3 separate regions of the Mus musculus genome follow, and regions 1 and 2 are each linked to region 3. The links are chromatin contacts, called in public promoter capture Hi-C maps. All regions are on one chromosome and are shown on one strand. Each heading gives the region's core, a stretch centred on a gene start, on an enhancer-like site or on the middle of the called end of the contact. The rest is flanking DNA. Distances are from core to core; before and after follow the strand shown.

The links. Promoter capture Hi-C pulls out the DNA fragments that hold promoters and counts their contacts. Capture Hi-C pulls out chosen DNA fragments and counts their contacts.
Region 1: a promoter capture Hi-C map of liver shows a contact between it and region 3. The contact joins the promoter of Rrad here to the promoter of Cmtm4 in region 3. A contact is called at or near these places in 3 of 484 Hi-C or Micro-C datasets (double positive thymocytes and embryonic stem cells), 2 of 115 datasets of contacts at active chromatin or transcription factors (embryonic stem cells and memory CD8 T cells) and 2 of 9 other capture datasets (adipose tissue and liver).
Region 2: a promoter capture Hi-C map of the HPC-7 cell line shows a contact between it and region 3. The contact joins the enhancer-like site here to the promoter of Cmtm4 in region 3. A contact is called at or near these places in 2 of 39 promoter capture datasets (the HPC-7 cell line and embryonic stem cells), 4 of 484 Hi-C or Micro-C datasets (the BV-2 cell line, the G1E-ER4 cell line, bone marrow-derived macrophages and 1 more), 3 of 115 datasets of contacts at active chromatin or transcription factors (embryonic stem cells, microglia and stem cell-derived neural progenitor cells) and 1 of 9 other capture datasets (liver).

What each region holds. Positions count from the first base shown.
Region 1 is chr8:104,628,967-104,632,589 of GRCm38.p6, forward strand. Rrad (Ras-related associated with diabetes) reads right to left here and starts at 2,323. Exons shown (of 5, transcript NM_019662.3): 1 at 2,157-2,323; 2 at 1,581-2,014; 3 at 860-933; 4 at 555-759. The coding sequence starts at 1,947. It overlaps Gm51588 (a long non-coding RNA gene), which reads left to right. Exons shown (of 2, transcript XR_003947593.1): 2 at 379-1,223. Gm33023 (a long non-coding RNA gene) reads left to right here and starts at 2,436. Exons shown (of 3, transcript XR_879143.3): 1 at 2,436-2,529.
Region 2 is chr8:104,217,673-104,221,483 of GRCm38.p6, forward strand. It overlaps Bean1 (brain expressed, associated with Nedd4, 1), which reads left to right. Exons shown (of 5, transcript NM_001141924.1): 5 at 1-1,426. Among named protein-coding and RNA genes, the nearest start is that of Tk2, 29 kb to the right of the region's middle. Within about 2 kb of position 2,074, at least 37 of the 459 cell types and tissues checked have an H3K27ac peak or open chromatin away from gene starts, as enhancers often do. A contact at or near this core is called in the HPC-7 cell line, bone marrow-derived macrophages and microglia, where this site is marked.
Region 3 is chr8:104,393,789-104,397,606 of GRCm38.p6, forward strand. It overlaps Cmtm4 (CKLF-like MARVEL transmembrane domain containing 4), which reads right to left and starts at 2,019. Exons shown (of 4, transcript NM_153582.5): 1 at 1,663-2,019. The coding sequence starts at 1,848.

The sequences.
Region 1 (3,623 bases), core at 1,073-3,572, 240 kb after region 3:
GCCCAGCATTTAAAATGTAGCCTGTAATAGTGGACCAAGGCAAATGAAAACTGTTTGACAACTAGGTAGTTTATGACTTGCTACTATAACAAACAGCCCAGTGGACTGGGGGTCTGGCAAGATCACTGAGTTTGAAGTACTGCATGCCACAGAAGTTGATGCTAAACCAAAGCCCGATGAGGAAGGAGCAGGTTTACTCTGAGACTGGTAGGGCCTGGGATCGGATTCTGACTTCCTGATTCTCTCCATGTTCCTCCATCTCTTAAGCCTCACTCATATCTCCTGTCAGGCAGGCATGGACCCAGCGAGCAGCTGAGGAGGTGCTTGTGTGTCTCATTTCCCCTAGCAGATCTGGTTCATTCTTCTCCTTTGTTTTAGGTAGGCCTTTGGGGGCCTGATGGACCAGCAACACCTCCCCCACCCTCCAACACCAAGTTTTCTTCCTGAACATTTTTAGCCACTGATGATCCCCAGGGACTCAAGCTGAGCCAAGACCAACTGGCCCACAGCCCAGCCAGGATCTCCCTCCCTTTCCTGACCCGATGCCTGCTTACCATCCACAGAGACCTCACGAGAGCGCACCAGGTCACTCTTGTTGCCCACGAGAATGATGGGCACGTCGTCTGTCTGCCGGGCCCGCCGCAGCTGGACCCGGAGTTCTGAGGCTTTCTCAAAGCTGCCCTTGTCCGTGATGGAGTACACGATGACGTATGCATCCCCCATGGCCATGCAGTGGCCAGGCAGCCAGCAGCCCCCATCCTGGAGGGGACACAAACACACACACAACCCTGTAATTACCAGCAAGACCCTTCTCCAGCTTTGCTTCCTCTTGTGTCCTGTGACCCGGCCTGCGTCCTACCTGTTCCCAAATGTCATAGACCAATAGTGACGCTTCTTCTCCATCCACAGTGATAGAACGGTCATATGTGTGCCCTAGAAAGGAAGCCAAGAAGCCAGTTATCAGTCGGCTGTCAACGTTCCCAGTGTCTGCCTTCTTCTCCTGACCACGCCTCCTGCTGCTTCTCCCAGTCCTCTGATAATTCTCCTCTGTTAGCAGATGGTTGCTATGCCCAAACAATATGACAAGCCCGGGAGTCAGGGACTGGAGGACACGACCTCCATCTCTTTGTCCCCAAACTAGAGAAGTACTGGGTGTCTAGGGATCCTGCTGCCTGGGTCAAGGGTGGGTGTGGTCATATTGGGTGAAGTTAGTATAGTGGCTGTCACAAACCCTGGAGACTTTGGCCACCTAACTTTCCTCTCCCAGAAATGTCCTCAGAATTTGTTCCTGCCAGCCCCGGTAGGCAGGAAAGTGCTGCTACGAGCCACAGGAAAAAAATCATATCTAGCACTCTACTCTTCTATTCTGGACACTTTTTTCCTATCAACGACTGGTACGTGGGTAGGAGAGAGGTGGAGGGGGTGGAGTGAGTAGGGAGTAAGTCTCCTTCAGTTTCTCCATCTTGGACGCGGAAATAACATAATTTCGAAAACGCCTTGAAATTTCATAGTATTTGCCACTTTTAGTCCAGCTCCACCGCCCCCCAACTGTCTTTATCTAAACAGCTCAGCTCTCTCACCTGCTGCTTCTGCTTCAGGTCCGTCTTCTATACCACCAAAGATGCGCGCCAGAGCGCTTTTGCCCACACCAGGCGCCCCGAGCAGCAGCACCTTGTAAACGCCCTCCTCTGACCCACTGCCTCCAGAACTGAGCGAGTCGGAGGAGCCTTCGGGCCAGTCCAGCCTCTGGCCCTGTGTCCGAGTTCCAGCGGCAGTCGTTGCCAGGGAGCCCGGGGCTAGCGCCGCCTGAAGGTCTCGCTCGTCCACCGGCATGCTCCTGCGGTGCAGTGGGGGTGCCGGGCCCCATGGGGTGCTGCCTCGACGGCGGTCGCGCTCCCGGCCCGCACCACGGCTCCCGCTTGCTCCGCTGCCACCATTCAGGGTCATCGTGTTGGACGCCGTCTGGGGAACGAAGAATTGGGATGGCAGCTCTATCGCGGGAGCAGGTAGGACTCTGGAGTCAAGAAAGATGCTCAGGATGAAGGAACCTACTGCCAACCAGGAGGTCTCTACGTCTTAACCAGTAACCCAGCTGGACCTGCATCCACATTCAGCCCCAGATGGTGTTGTCCACCCCGCTTAGTCAGGACACTCACCAACTCTCACACAGATGTTATCAGGACTTGATCAGCGCTGCGACACAGACCACTGGGGGATCTGATAGAACCCACTCGTAGACCCCTGTTCAGACTCAGACCCTTGTCGCTGTCACGACTGCAGTCTTTTTCTCCTCTGCTGCTTTCTCAGCCCCTCAGCTGGCGCTGGGTCGCTGTTCTAGGGCCTCCTATTTAAACCTCTACCAGTCAGACTTCCGCCCTTACCCCTACCCCCGCTCCCGCCCCCGCCCCCGCCCCCGCCCCCGCCCCCGCCCCTGTCCTCCCGGGCTGCTGCAAAGGCTGACGCATCCACTCGCCCTCGGGAATCCCCCACCTCCCTTCTAGGACCGCAAACCCGCCAGGGGCGGGGCAGGTAGCTGGAAGGAGGCTCGCGCGGGATGGGGGGTAGTTTAGAGGGGTGTTGGAGGGGAGGGATGGGGAGTGTGCGTTGAGGAGGGTGCACCAGTGTGTGTGTGTGTGTGTGTGTGTGTGTGTGTGTGTGTGTGCATTGATACAGAGGCTGCCAGTAGTGGGTAAAGTGGAGTGAACTACCACTCCATCTTTAAAGATGAATTTTCCCTTCTGCTCACTCCTGGCCTATTACCCAAGTCAGTAGACGTATTATGGACACGCTCAGAACCTATGAAGCCCGTTCCTCCAGGTATGGACCTAACCAGAATTTAGAGGGTCCTAAACTGGTATTTCTAGCTTCAACACTAAGTCCTTTCTATTCCTGTCTTTGTCCTGGGACCTAAAGAGTCTCCCAACGGGACTGCCCTTCAGGTTGAAGGTTGGTGTCATCCATGAATTCTTGGGGTCCCTTAGGAGGTTCAGGGGGTGATAGAGCCTGCTGGGTGCTTGTCTGCTGGAGAGAAACTACAGGGCCAGAAAAAGGAACACACAAACTCAAATCCCAACTCTAACTCTAAGCATGCGGAACAGCTGCCAGTAACTGCTAAAAATATCTAACCCTGGCCCTAGCCACTTTGTTTTTGGGCATGAGGTTGCCCAGAGTTGGGGAGATCCGGCCTAACAGTGGGGGACTCCAGAAAGAGCCAACCCCTTTATAGTCTTCAAGTTCTTCCTGCTCCTGAGCCCCACACTGGGCCTTTTGCTTGTAAACATCTCACCGAGGAGGGGCATAAATGTAGGGTATGGGGGAGGGGTAGCTTTCAGGAACTGGTCGCAGGGCCTCTGCTCTGTTTAAGACTCACTTTTGATCCATCCCCGTGTGCCAGACTCTTTTATAAATGGCAAAAATATACCCAGTACCACCACTGCTTCAGAGCTCCCCTTTCTCAGACACTGGTTTGAAAACAGGGATAGTATCTGAGGGAAGGAGAGGTGATTGGGTGGACTGGGTGTCTAGTCCCCTGTCTGCCTCTCTCCCAGCATTCAGGTACCCAGTCCTGAATTGGATATCGTGAACTGTTCCTTCCTTGCTAGTCTCTAGGGTGACGACTGTGT
Region 2 (3,811 bases), core at 824-3,323, 180 kb before region 3:
TCCTACCCCAGGGCTTATCCTATTGGGAGCTGAGACAGGTCCCAATAAGGTCCCACTGTGCACTGTGCCTATCTCTCAACTCCAGGGCTGAAGAGCCACAATGTCACCGTCCTGCCACTTCCGAGGTGGGAGAGAAACAGGTCTGGTGGCTTAGGCATGACCTGGAGGTCCTCACAGCCCATTTAGCCTGTCTCGATGTCCTTAGTGTGGCGGTGCTAGTGGGGTTAGCTCAGACACCCACCCTAAGTTTCAGGGGGAGACAGGCCCTTGGGCCTGTATCGTGGAGGAACAACACAGTTCTTCTAATGTCTGTGCCAGGATTGAGAGCTCAAGAGAAACAAGGTGTGGGCAGCCCCATACACACATAATGCTTCCTAGACATCACTCAGAGGAGGCACAGAAGAGTCCACTGCTCAGTAAGTGCCCAGCCAGCTCTGGTGACCTGGGTGTAAGAGGTCTCAGACCAACCAAAGAGCCAGCGCTGTCATCCAGGGTGGTAACTCCCAGCTGGGGACTGGGCTGATGAAGTCTGGCCTTGCCTCTCTGGGATATACACAGAGACAACACACACACATGTACCCCACAAAAAAAAAAAAAAAAAAAAAAAAGCAAAAAAAAAACAAAAAAAACTTCATGTCACTATGAGACCAGTGTCTGCTGCCAACATCCCATCACGGAAGCAGGTGTGTGGAGGCAGCCAGTTGGAGATAGGCTCAGATATTAGCCTTTGAGCTCCAGCGATGTGATCTCCATCGAAGACTATATAAGGTGACGAGGCCATCTTTGAAGACCCGGCTTGCCAAAGCTAAGCACCTTTGAGGAGGATCCTGTCAGCACTGCCGCTGGCAGGGAGTGAGACCTCCTGCCTCCCGGACTCCTACCTTCTGACGGTCATCCCAGAAGAGCAGACCCATCCCCACTGAACCCCTTCCCACATTCAACTCCTCCAATGAAGGGCTAAGAAAATTCATCAATCCCTTTCCTAAGCAGAGGGGTAGCAAGGATTTTTATTTTCTATAGAGAAAGCATTTATTCTGATGCAGAGCCGAAAGGGCCCAACCACCAGTTCTGTAGCATCTAGGCGGCAGCGGCTGCAGGCTGCGGGCAGCACCCTAGAGTCCCAGGCCTGGGGGAGGGAGCCTTGTTTACAAGCCCTTTTGCCCACCTTTGTGGCGTTCTGCTTTCTAGGCAAAGATGTCTGTCTGTGGTACTGTCCAGCCTTTAAAACACACCCCGGGGATGAGACTCTTTTTAAGAAAGGCAGTCTGTTTCTAGAGCTCTGGAAAGTGGTGGGGGCAGAAAAACATCCCCGCCTATTCACCACGTCGGAGGGATCTGCGGAACAGCTTTTCTCCTTCCTAGGTTAGGCTGAATAAGCAGCAATGTATCTTTTCTGTACTCAAAATAAATGCTCATTATCAACAAATACGTAGAAGGAAGTGATACTTTCGAGGGGTGTATAGGGGCCCCGGCGGGTTCCTGGTGGCTGCAAATTCAGAGGGTGAAGGGAACCCTGTAAACAGGCAGTCTTAAGTATGCCCCTCTGAACGCTGAGACGCCCAGCTGGCTGTTTCTCAAGTTTGCGCCAGGTGGCGCTCTTGTAGGGAGGGGGTGTCTGCACAGTCTCATGGGATTTCCTCTTTTGTTTCTCTGCTTGTGTTTGGGTTTTAGAAACAAATGTTGCTATGTAGCCCAGGGGGCGATCCTCCTGTCTCTGCTTCCTTATTAGTTTAGACCGGCTGGCTGGCCACCCAAGTCCCCCAGACCTCCTGTGCCCCGCTGTGCTTGTGCACCTGGACTTTATGTGGTACTGGGAATCTGAACTCAGATCCTCCTACTTGGACCTGCTTGCACGACAGGCACTTCACTTACTGAGCCATCTCCCAGCCCCCTTCATATGGAGCCTGCTGCCACTCCTCTGAGACCTGTCTGATGTGAGGATATGATGAGCCACCAATTTCAGAACTTGACTCCACATACACAAGGTACCATCTTTTGGCCTTCAGTACTCCATAGGCTTATCCTTCTGAGGAAAATAGAAATATGCTCCATGCTTCCCTCTGCAGAAACACTCATCTTTCTCATTGCCCTTCAGACAGAGGCTTTGCCTGGTGACCTCTTTTTACGCACAGAGACTGTCTTTCTCGGACATGTTTTCCTTCCGCTAGCACAGAGAATCCCAAAAATCACACCCTAAAATTGGGGTGTGACCCTGAACAAAGTGAGGCAGATGGGGGTGTCGGGGGTATTATGAGACAGGGACCCACAGGTTCCTTCTGAAAAATCCCTAGGCCTGCTGTCCTGCAACTGGCCTAACTCAAGCACACACTGCCCCCTGCTGGCTCTCTGCTGCCACTGTTCATTTGTCACAGACTCTACCCTAGGAGGAGGAGGAAATCCCTTTTATTTTTAAGCCCACTGCTGCTGTGGGACACTCACAGCTATATGAGCCTGATGTTTGGATCCCGGGTTTGTATTATACCGCTGATTTTCAAGAGGAGATTTTGTCTCTGGGTCTCATTTTCTGATAATTCCTGTTGGCTGCATTCTCCTCTCTATGCAAAACACTTGGCCCTCTGTTCTGTTTGCTACTATGTTGCACTGTGGGGCTCTACCTCCTTTATGGTGCTGGTGTCCAGCCACATGCTGACTCCCACCCGGACCACCTACACTGACGCTCATTCTAACGATTTAAACTCCTGGGACTCTCAGCCTCTTGGTTCTGCCTGTCTCTTCTATCCACGTACTCCTTGGGCTGTAGGCATCCTGCTCAGGGCTCTGCCCATTCCTACAAAGAGCCTGAGCCCTCTGTTTGCCAGGGACAAGGCCTAAGGAGAACAGCTGGGTGCCTGGAATCCCTGGGAGATGGCATGTGATGGTCCATCATTCGGATGGTAAGCCAGGAAGAAGCAGGACCAACTCCTGGTACATGGCCATACTATCAAAAGCGCCGGTCAGGGAAATGGCATCGGGGAAGTAGAAGGTGGAGGTGGCGGGAGATGAAAGCTTGAAAGGATGCAGGCCACCAAACTCTCCCAGTGGCAACCCAAGAGACAGGGTACACCATGCCTTGAAGGCCTCGATGTCAGGCATTCGGAGGTGACAGCTCCGTGTCGCTCATACCTGGCTCTCAGCAGCGCTGTTTTGAGGCAGCCTTTTACAGAGTGTTGATTCCTGCCATGCAGGCTCTTTAGATCAGAAGAGGCCTTCACACAGGGAAGCCACAGCGGGTGGCAGACAAAGCCATACCGTAGCTGAATCATTATGGATGGGCACAGAAAGTCCCAGGCTTTGGCTAGCAACCAGAGGCCTCTGCCACTGCTAAGCACCAGGCCTCACTGAAGCACAGACGGAAAGAACAAGTCACTAGCGAGGCTAACAGCAGTCCATGGCTACCATGCGCACCCTCCACCATCACTGGGTTAAGCCTGTGTTCATATATACAAACCGTGTGCATGCACACGGCACCATTACATAACTCCCTCCTCCTTCCTACACGTTTACTCAGACAACCTTGGTGCCCACACAAGTACCCTCTCCATGCAAGGCTCTCGTTTGCACAGCCAGGTGCAGCTCACACCTGCTCCCAGCTCCCGTCTGCATCCTCTGACACTAACATGGTTGTCCAAGGACTGGATATAAAGGCCACCGCTTTATCATCAGAGAGCGATCTATTGTCCTGGGTTCTGTTCTGCCTAGCTTCGCGGTACTTCCCAAGCCCATGCTAACTCTCTGGAGCCCAAGAGCCCTTATCTAGCCAAAGCCTAATGGGTCTGAGCTTGGGAGCTAGGTATACCTTTGACCACTGGGC
Region 3 (3,818 bases), core at 769-3,268:
TCCACATGGAAAGTAAGGATGACCACACAACCACACCTCCCCAAAGGAGGAAGCATGGCTGGCTCCGGCTCCAGCTCCAGCTCCTGCAGACAGCCAAGTCCCAGCAGTGAGCGGCTAATGTTCTGTACAAACCACTCCATCTCCATCCTGAGAGGCAAGTTAAGAGTTGTCCTTACTTTCAAAGGCCTGCTAAGTAAACTAAGAAGGTCCCTGACCAGGCCCTGGAGTCCACCTTCTGGCTCCAAGTTCAGCCCTGCCCTTTTCTTACTTCTGATTATCTACACCGCACTCAAACATTAGCTAGCTAGCTCTTTTAAAAAAAGGATTACGTATCGCTCCCACACCGACATTCTCTCTGCTAATAGCAATGGCTAACAGAAGCTTGGTATCCCTGAGAACATTCCAGATTCCTGGATTAAGAGTGTTTTAAAATGTAAAGATAGGGAACTTGCTCCACTTATTTCTCACTAATGCCCTTTAAAACTAGGCATCAGAAGACCAAGCCTTCCGCAGAGAAGAGAGGAAACTCTCCATGAGTCTACAACCTACAAACACAGGGACCTTTATTTAAAGGGTGTCCACATATGGTATTTCTCCCAAGAAAGATTAACGTATGCACTCAGTTAATAAGCCGAACAGGCCTGCCGCTCCCAGAAGGAAAATGCAAATATGTTGCAGTTCTGTGCAAAGGGCTTCTCTGTCAGGGTGACAAGTCTATAAAGTTTTGAGGCCTCGGTGAAAGGCTACCTGTGACAGAGAATAGGAGGAATACAAAGGTTTTTTTTTTAAACTGGACTGTGCCCAGTCCACCACAAAGATAAACTACACTGCCCAAAGGGACCTGCTACAAAACCACAAAACCGAAACAGAACCCACAAGCCCCTGAACCAAACACTCTGGGGGGTCGCGGGGGGGGGGGGACCCACCAAGAAATGTGCTCTCGAATGCCTAAGTCCAACAGAAAGTTCCCCGTATCTGTCACCTCCCAAACTGGCCGCCCTCCCAGAGTGACTTAACTCTGGGTACCAATTTGGGCAGTCCCAAGAAGCCACCACCAGTGCTGAGACTACAGGATGCTATGAAGGAAGCCAACGTCCGCAGTAAAGACTGGAGGCTTTGTGGGTAGATCTGGACTCCCCCACTGCATCTGGGCTACACGCCTCCATTCAACAAATATTTATTGAGCATCCACCATCTGCTGGGCACCCTGCTAGGCGCCAGGGAGGAAACCATGCCACAGCCCCCGGCCTCTGTTAGCAGAGAACCGTCTGGGGGTTACGCGAGCCGGAAAACCTGCTACAAGTTGCTAAGCACAGTAGTAGCCAGGCGATGGCACGGCCCTCGCAACCGGCTCTGCGCACCAACCTCTTGTCGATGAAGCAGGGAGGGCACAGGTAGGCCCCGGAGCAGGTGTGCAGGCACCAGGCACCCCTGAGGCTTCGGAGCTGCAAAAGGCAGACTCCGGCCGAGGGCGCGGTCCCCAGAGGAGCAGGGACTGCAGCCCAAGGACCTCGGAGTACGGAGTGCGCGGAGCGGGGACCGCGCAGCCCGAACCCGACTCTGGTCGGCCGGGCCTTCCCCCGCGGCCGGGTGCGGGTAAAGAAGGCGCGGGCTAGGCCGCCGACCCGCCCGCTCGTACCTGGAGCCCCGCCCGGCACCTACCACTTGGGCGACCTTGAGGCGGCCGAGCGCGCCGCGCAGGTAGTCCGGGTCGCAGCGCAGGCCGGCCAGCCCGCGGCGCTGGCTCACCGGCTCGGTGGTGGGTTGGTACGGGCTGCTGGCGCCCGAGATCATGGAGGTGCTCGAGGCCTCGCCCTCGAAGCCGTCCAGCTCCTCGCCGCCCCGCATGCTGCCGCCCCGCGCGGCCGGTTCCCCCGGCGCCTGGAGCGGGCAGGCTCAGAGCGGCCGCCGCATCGCCGTCGCCAGACCACCCCACCGCCGCCGCCTCTGCGCCCGCCGCCCGCTGCGGCCGCGGCTCGGTCCGCTGGGGCTCGGCTCCCGCCGCCTCGGCAGCGGAAAGGGAGGGAGGCGGGAGCGGGCGCCGAGGGAAGGAGGCGGGAGCCGCGCGCCGGCCCGGAGGGGGCGGAGACTGCGGCCGGCGCGGGGAGGGGCGGGGCGCTGAGGGCTGGGGGCGGGGGGTCGTGGGGGAGAGGAGGGGCGTTGCAGGTTGGGGCGGGGCCGGTGAGGAGCCTTAGTCACGCCCCCACCACGCCCTCACCTGCTGGGCGTCTGGCCCAGACTCCGGGGTGGTCGCCGGCGGCCCTTGCAAGGAAAGGCCCAGACCAAAAGAGGGAAAAAGGGTGGAGAGAATGGAGACTGACCAAAGAGTCACAAAGCTGTTTTCTCTGCCCGCAGCCTTAGAGCCTGCTTTAGAGAAAGTGGGATCGTCTGCAGGTTTAAGTGTGTGTGTTCCCACGCTGGGCACACTGAGACAACCCTATTCTGTGTCAGAGGTACAGCCTGTGAGGGGGTGGGGGAGGTCGGGGTTAATGGAGCCCGCAGAATCCACACAACCCCAGTGTCAATTTGGGATCCAGCATGCTGGCATAGGAGAAATATATGAGCACACAGTAGGTGCTTGGCAACTAATATCAGTTCCCTATCCTGGCTGAGAAAAGTTTTGCTACCTCTAAGCATCAAGCTAGGCGACACTCAAATTTTGCCCTGGAGGCATTAATTATAGACCAATTTGTCATTCAAGTGTGAAGACTAATTTTAAGCTTAAGTAAAACACTAACTTTCTAAGAATTGTCACTTTGACACTGAACCTTTCAGCACCCTGAATACAGATCTGTTCCGGTCCTTGAGGAAGGCACCAAATGAAGTGTTATAATCATTACTATTTTACACAAGTGGAGACAAAGCTTTCAGAGTAGAAGTGGCTTGTCCAAGGGCACCAAATATTCAATGAGTAGAACACAAGGTCTATTTCCAAAGCTGAAAGGATACCAGCTTCAATATTTATATTATTTGACTTACTAAATATTTTGAGGGGGGGGGGACACTTACTGTAAGCTAAGCAATATGCTAAGAATTGAGGACAGGGATGTTGAGAAGTCTCAGTGGGTAAGAGTGTTTGCCACCAAATCTGACCACCTTTGTTTAGTTCCTGTGACCCATGGGTGAAAGAAGAGAGCCAGTCCTTACAAGCTGTCCTCTGGCCTCCAAAAGCACACACCAGAGTCCTGCCACCCCAAGGACAAATGTTAATAGCTTTTTTAAAAACTTGAAGACAGCCGGGCAGTGGTGGCACACGCCTTTAATCCCAGCAGTTGGGAGGCAGAGGCAGGCGGATTTCTGAGTTCGAGGCCAGCCTGGTCTACAGAGTGAGTTCCAGGACAGCCAGGGCTACACAGAGAAACCCTGTCTCAAAAAAACAAAACAATAAATCCTTGAAGACAAACTCTACTCTCTCTTAAAACCCTCCTGAAATGGCAGCTACAAAGGTCTATTGATACCCCAGGGACAATGAGTAGGAACGGAGACAAAGGATAGAACACTAGATGCTGGAGAGAAATGTGCACACAGCAACTGATACGGCACATCTAAGAGAATGGACATCCAAGCTTGCCGTGGGAAAGGTTGAAATACAACCCAGATTACACATCACAACAAAAGGCTCAAGGGCGCCAGCAAAGTCTAGAAGTGCTTGTGTGGGAGGTGGGGGAGAGGAGACAGCAGGCAGGAAAATGCAAGATGATCCATTAAAAGCTTTGAAGAGCCAGGCAGTGGTAGCACACGCCTTTGATCCCAGCATTTGGGAGGTAGAGGCAGGCACATTTCTAAATTCGAGGCCAGCCTGGTCTACAGAGTGAGTT